2 separate regions of the Mus musculus genome follow, and region 2 is linked to region 1. Evidence: chromatin contacts called from public promoter capture Hi-C data. All regions are on one chromosome and are shown on one strand. The core of a region is the stretch at or near the end of the contact, and the rest is flanking DNA. Distances in the headings are between cores, read along the strand shown. Region 1 holds the start of Ptpn18 (protein tyrosine phosphatase, non-receptor type 18). Region 2 overlaps Neurl3 (neuralized E3 ubiquitin protein ligase 3).

Region 1 (3,451 bases), core at 390-2,889:
GATGCAGCACTTATTAATAGGTGTGGCTGCAAGACCTTTACCTGTTGAGCCATCTTACTGCCATCTTCCCCATTTCAGTGAAAAAGTTTTCATACTATCACCCTCATACTATCTGGCTGTTTTGCATTGCCACCACTGGCAGACCCACAGTGACGTAAGACAGAGATCTAGCGATAAAACCCAATAAAGTCTTGTCTGGCTTTTAAAGATGCTATCCATTCCTTCATTTAAACACTGTGATGACCAAGTTGACAGCCTTTTACCAATGATCCCACTCATCTTCCAGTGACTTAAAGCACTTCTTTTTTTGGTTTTTCGAGACAGGATTTCTCTGTATAGCCCTGGGTGTCCTGGAACTCACTCTGTGGACCAGGCTGCCCTCGAACTCAGAAATCCACCTGCTTCTGCCTCCCAAGTGCTGGGGTTAAAGGCGTGTGCCACCACCGCTCCGCTCAGCATGCTTAAAGCACTTTCAATTCGCCTTAGCCCTACTTTTGCACACGACCCCAAACGGATCTCCTCAGAGCCCTCCCTCAACAGAGAGTTGGCAATGCTTGAAATTCTTTGGTTCCCTTGCAGGTGGTGCTACTCCATCTGCTGAAGCCTGTTTTGGAAAGAACCCCCTTTTATTTTCTTTTGTGTGTAGGGAGATACACCCTCACTATAGAGCCTGTGTAGTTGTCCAAGGACAACACTCTGGAGTCGATTTTCTCCTTCCACCATGTGGGTCCTAGGTATCAAATCCAGGTTGTCATGTTTATTTAGTGGCAAGGCATTTACCTACTGAACCATTCCACCATCATTAAAACATTTTCCTTTCTCTCTCTCTCTCTCTCTCTCTCTCTCTCCCTTCCTTCCTTCCTTCCTTTCTTCCATTTTTTTTTTTAACTTTGAGACAGGATTTCATCACAAGCTAACTTTGAATTCACAATGTAAGCTAGGGTGACCTTGACTTTCTGATTTTCTTGCCTCCACCTTGTGAATGCTGGGACAGGCACTCTACCAATTCAGCTACAAACCTTAGCACGGCTCTTCTCCAGTCTTTAGTCTCCAGGACCCCAGGAGCTTCAGCATAAGATCTTCTTCAAACTCCTGAAGGGGGACGGAGTGAGTGTTGAGACCACTTTTCCTCCCAATGCCTCTCTAGTCTCTTCCTCCCTGAGGGGTATGGGTTAAGATCCACAAGTTAGGACTGAATCCTGGTGTCCCCGCTTTTCCAGCAGGTTCCAAAAGTGAAATCACACCCCCTACCCTCAGAAATAGGCCTTTTCCCAGAGCAAAGTGCAGGGAATATATTTATTCGAAGTCCCCGACCTCTCTCATATTCCGCTGTCGCACGACTGTGAACCTCAGCGCTCGCAGGACTCCGGAGCAACCTTGGGAACCCGGCCTGCGAGATTGAGAGCGCAGCCATCCCCCTGGAAAGGCCAATGGGACTGAGCGTTCCGTGCGGACTCCACCAGCTTCACGGCAGCCGAAGCACCCGAGGCGCCAGTGGGGAATTGCGGGACCCGCAGCTACTTGGACGGCCAGTTCGGCTGCGGTGGCAGCCAGCACCTATGGGCGGGACGAACGGAGTGAACTCCTAGTGCCATTGGCCGAGGAGCCTGCCAATTACCGGTCTTCATTGGCTGCTGGAATGGAGGCCCCACCTCGCAGTGGCTAAATTCTCGGAGTCGGATCACTCCTTGTGGGAGACCTCAGAGCGGGTCGCAGCATGAGTCGCCATACGGACTTGGTGAGGAGCTTCTTGGAGCAGCTGGAGGCCCGGGACTACCGGGAGGGGGCAATCCTCGCTCGTGAGTTCAGCGTGAGTGACACTCCAGCCATCAAGCTTCGCAGCCAGGCGCTCCCCACGGCTGTCCACCTGTGCAATATGAAAGCTCTGCCTTTTCCTCTCAGCTCCCGGGGCGTCTCCTCCCTCCTGCTCTCGGCTTTCCTCTTCCCGCACTTCTCTCACCCTGACTCTCCCAGCCTTCCGCACTTTGCCCACAGGTGCCCAGAGGGTGAAGACGGCTACTGTTTAGGAGGAGCCAGACACACTCAGGTGTCGGTGTCGAGCTCCCGGTGCAATCTTCTCCCTAGCGGGGCCGTGGCTTCCGCCGTGGAGGGAGGCAACACACCTGCGCTGGACTCGAGTCCCCAACCCGGGCCACTCCTGGGTCACCTTGTAATCCCAGGGAGGAAGTGGTTTGGGGCAGCAGAAAGAGGAACGAGGAAACTTGTAGCCTAGCCTAGGTTTCGCGTTACCAGTCTATCCTAGGGCTTTTCAGAACTGTGGCCCTGGGAGCTCTGACTTCATTTTCACCTGTTTTGAATTGTGAATGATAAAAGACAAGCCGGTTTGAAAATTAGGTGGTTTGGGTAGATGCACCTAGCACGCGTTGGGTATTCACTGGCTATATTAACTGTATGCACCTGCCTTTAACATGGTTTACAAAGGTTGTAAACGTTACCTCGGGCCAATCAAGCTTGTGAGAGCTACTGCCACTCAACAGCCATGGCACACAACATGTAATGACGTATTTTAAATAGAGTGACATGATCCAAATACGTAATACACTATCTCAAACTTAGAAATGTAAATGACAATGATATAAAAATAAGTGTGACATTAAATGATCACTTACAGCCTGGCATGGTGGCACATGCCTGTAATTCTAGCAGTTGGTAGCCTAAAACCGGGGGATAACCATGAGTTCAAGGCCAGCCTGAATTACATAATTTTGTGACCACTCTGGAATACTCTGGAGATTGTTTCAAAGAATGAAAAAGATAGTTTACACAGGCCAATATGTAAACCAGTAACAGTGAAACTCTGGTGGTGGTGCATGCCTTTAATCCTAGCACTTGGAGGCAGGGAAAGGAAGGTTACTGTAAGTCTGAGGTCAGTCTGGTCTACACAGTGAACTCCAGGACAGCCAGGGATATGTAGGAAGACCTTGTCTCTAAAACAATAAAAAAACCAACCAAACAAAAAAAATAACCCCAACTAACTAAATAAGCAAAACAAACAAACAAAAACCCAACAAAGCAACCAAACACCACAACAGATACAACAAACATTAATAAGAACCAAATTTATAGCAGGGTGATGATGGCACACACCTTTGATTTCAGCACTTGGGAAGCAGAGCCAGGTGAATCTCTTGAGTTCAAGGCCAGCCTGGTCTACAGAGTGAGTTCCAGGACAGCCAGGGCTACACGGAGAAATCCTGTCTCGCAAACCTAAAACCAAACCAAACCAAAAAACCCAAAAAGCAAGCAAACGAACAAACAAACAAACAAAAAACCCAAACCAAATGTATTAAGTTAGTAAGTAAATATACACACAAGCATATGGACAGGTTAAATGTGAGTCTAGATAATTTTCATATGTAAATGCTGTAACAGAAGAACTACTAGCATAAAGTATACATTTTATAAGCAAGAAGATATGCATAAACAGGAA
Region 2 (3,451 bases), core at 427-2,926, 1.8 Mb after region 1:
AAAGGTTTATTTTATTTTATCTATATTAGTGTTTTGATTACATGGATGTACTGTGTGTGTGTGTGTAGTTGCAAATGACAATAAATGACAGTTGTGTCACCATGAGGGTGGTAGGTATCAAGCACAGGTCCTCGGCAAGAGCAGCAAATGCTCTTAACTGCTGATCCATCTCTTCAGCCCTTAGACTGGACATCTCAGCCTGAAGAAGGTGGAAGAAAAGTGACTGAGCCCCAGCAGTCAATATATAAGTTCACCAATTTGACGACTTTATATAGGTTCCGTCCCTCCTCTTCCTCCTTTATTCCTTCATTTATTCATTCACGTATTAGAGTCAAGTAAAGAGTTGGGCACTTTTGAAACAAGATCTTGTTAAGTATCCCTGACTGACCTGGTACCCATTATGTACCCCAGACTCTCTTTGAACTTATAGCAATCCTCCTGCCTCAGCTTCTCAAATCCTAAGATTATAGGCATAAACCCTGACTTATACGCATGTTCTGTGTCCAACTAGAACCTTCCAAACCAACAACCTTCTGTTTTAGCCTCTCAGATGAGCCATGCTGCTCCAGTCTTCCACGGAGCAGCCCTCCCCATTTCTTTCTTTCTTTCTTTCTTCTTTTCTTTCTTTCTTTCTTCTTTTCTTTCTTTCTTTCTTTCTTTCTTTCTTTCTTTCTTTCTTTCTTTCTTTTTACCTTCTGTGGTTCCTGGTGGACAGGCTTTTGAACTTCTGCATTACTCTCCCATTCGATCTATTTCTTTTAAGATTTATTTTTATTATTGTATATTATTAATATAATGTATAATATTATTATATTGTAGTTGACTTCAGACACACCAGAGGAGGGCATCAGATCTCATTATGGGTGGTTGTGAACCACCATGTGGTTGCTGGGACTTGAACTCGGGACCTTTGGAAGAGCAGTCAGTGCTCTTACCCATTGAGCCATCTCATCAGCCCTCGATCTATTTTTTTATCTCCTAGTAACTCCACAGGACAATCTAGGTGATTCCAGCTGTGACCCTCGGTTCCTCACATCAACTGATCAGATATATATACGTGTGTGTGTGTATGTATGTATGTATGTATGTATATATATATATATATATATATGATATATATATATGTATATATATATGTGTGTGTGGATTATATATATACATATATATGTGTGTGTGTATGGGGATATATATATACATATACATATATACATATATATATATATATACACACACACACACACACACACATATGTGTGTGTGTGTATCAGATATTTACACTATTTTCAGTAATCATGTCTTTAATTCCCACGACGTCGAGATTTTTCAGAGCGCTCTCTGTATGCGATCATAGCTGCGGGAGCACTCAGGTCTGTCTGCTCTGCTATCTGTTTCTTCAGATAGTCATGGCTTCTGTGTAACTGAGTGCCTTTTCCCCCCCATGACATCGTGTTTCCCAGACTCTGGGCTTCTCCTGTTTGTGAGCTTATGCTTGCATCTGAGATAGATTCTTTGTTAGTCTGGGGACTCCTCGCAAGATGGGAAAGGGAAACTTGTAGCTACACTCCGGTGCAGTGTTCAGCTCATTTTCTTTTCCAGTTGCCCTTTCAGATGCAACAAACAATTATCTTTTCTTTCACAGTACGCCCCACTTCCTCCTTGCTAAACCGCAAGCTGTTTTTCAGCTTCTGTCTGGCTCTAAGCCACCGTTTCCTGACCCTACTTCCTCCTTAGTCACACAGAAGAAAAAAAAAACAAACCCACTGTGCTTTAATTTTTTTTTTCCCACCTTACGTTAAAGACTGGATCTTGTGGTTGGACCTCCATCAGTGAGGTACAGTTCAGCTTCCCTTTTGCATCAGGGATAAAAACCAGAAGGACGTCCCGGTCCCCGAGCTTAGGCCACCTCTTTTGCAGGTGGGTAACAACTCGTGCAAAAGTAAGGACACAGATAAGACACTTTACTTATTGCCTTAGTTAGGATTTTACTGCTGTGAAGAGACACCATGACCAAGGCAACTCTTATAAGGACAACATTTAATTGGGGATGGCTTACAGGGTGAGAGGTTCAGTCCATTATCATCAAAGCAGGAAAACGACAGCATCCAGGCAGGCGTGGTGCAGGGGGAGCTGAGAGTTCTACATCTTCATCTGAAGTCGGCTAGTGGAAGACTGACTTCCAGGCAGTTAGGATGAGGGTCTTATAGCCCACACCAACAGTGATACACCTACTCCAACAAGGTCACACCTACTCCAACAAGGCCACACCTACTCCAAGGAGGCCAAACCTTCTAATAGTGCCACTCCCTGGGCTGAGCATATACAAACCCTCACAATTATAATGGCGGTCTCTTTTTTGTGATCTCAGAACTATTCCTAACCTGTGACAAAATATCTCAACCAAATCAACTTAAGGAAGCAAGAGCTTATTTTACCCCACAATTCCGAGTCCCAGTCCATCATTTCCAGGAAGTCAGAGCTTGAGACAACTGGTCAAAGTGTGCCCATTGTCTAGAAGCAGACCACTGAATGCCTGTGCCCTGGGCTCTCTGTCCCTCTCAGTCTAGAGCAGTGTTTCTCAACAGGGGCCACATACCAGCTGTCCTGAGTATCAGATATTTACATTATGATTCATAACAGTAGCAAAATTACAGTTATGAAGTAGGGAACAAAATAATTTTATAGTTGGGGGTCACCGCAACATAAGGAACTGTATGAAAGGGTCACAGCATTAGGAAGGCTGAGAACCATTGCTCTAGAGGCCCAGCTCATGAAATGGTGCCAGCCACATTCAAGGTGGGTTTACAACTCAATTAACCCAATCAGGAAATTCCTCATAGGCATCCCCAAAGGCCAACCGCCAGGAGACACTCCCTTACTGAGTATCCGTTTCCAGGTGATCCAAGATTCTGCAAGCTGATGATTGCAGCCAATCACCAATCACCACAGTGGTTGCTGGGTGAAGGCGGCCACACACAGCTTCTGGATACAGAGGCTTCCTGCTCTGAACCTCCATCAGGCTGGGAGCTTTGCCTTGCTTCTCTGGGCCAAGCTCCCTGCTCCCCACCCCCAGGCAGACCCTTCCAGGACTCACTGGTTGGAGGTTCTCTGACCTCCTCTGGCCACAGGTTTATAAAACTGGGTGTAAAGAGGTCTTCAAGTGGCTTGCCATGGCCAGGAACCCCTCAACCATAGTCAGCAAACTCTCAGCGTCTGCCAGTAGACGTAGGTGGGGTCAGTGCTCTGTCACAAGGCCATTTTTTCTACCACTTTGCCTGGCAAGAACTCAGCCCCCGACCTTCCCCTTCACACCAATGAACCAATCTTGTTGGACTGTGAGATTGAGCTCCCACAAATAGAATGGAACATAGCCATCACCTACATCAAGGATAAAGGTTTTTGGTTCCCCAGTCTCAGTTTAAACACTATAAACTGATTAAATTTGACAAATATG

The links. Promoter capture Hi-C pulls out the DNA fragments that hold promoters and counts their contacts.
Region 2: a promoter capture Hi-C map of the HPC-7 cell line shows a contact between it and region 1, with 6 times the contacts expected there. The contact joins the enhancer-like site here to the promoter of Ptpn18 in region 1. A contact is called at or near these places in 4 of 39 promoter capture datasets (the HPC-7 cell line, embryonic stem cells, hippocampal neurons and 1 more), 1 of 484 Hi-C or Micro-C datasets (B cells) and 1 of 9 other capture datasets (liver).

The regions. Positions count from the first base shown.
Region 1 is chr1:34,458,107-34,461,557 of GRCm38.p6, forward strand. It overlaps Ptpn18 (protein tyrosine phosphatase, non-receptor type 18), which reads left to right and starts at 1,640. Exons shown (of 15, transcript NM_011206.2): 1 at 1,640-1,810. The coding sequence starts at 1,718. It overlaps Gm32504 (a long non-coding RNA gene), which reads right to left and starts at 2,929. Exons shown (of 4, transcript XR_373299.3): 1 at 1,653-2,929; 2 at 1,315-1,557; 3 at 1-1,158.
Region 2 is chr1:36,262,640-36,266,090 of GRCm38.p6, forward strand. It overlaps Neurl3 (neuralized E3 ubiquitin protein ligase 3), which reads right to left. Exons shown (of 4, transcript NM_153408.2): 4 at 1,963-3,451. Among named protein-coding and RNA genes, the nearest start is that of Neurl3, 9.1 kb to the right of the region's middle. Within about 2 kb of position 1,677, at least 133 of the 459 cell types and tissues checked have an H3K27ac peak or open chromatin away from gene starts, as enhancers often do. A contact at or near this core is called in B cells, the HPC-7 cell line and liver, where this site is marked.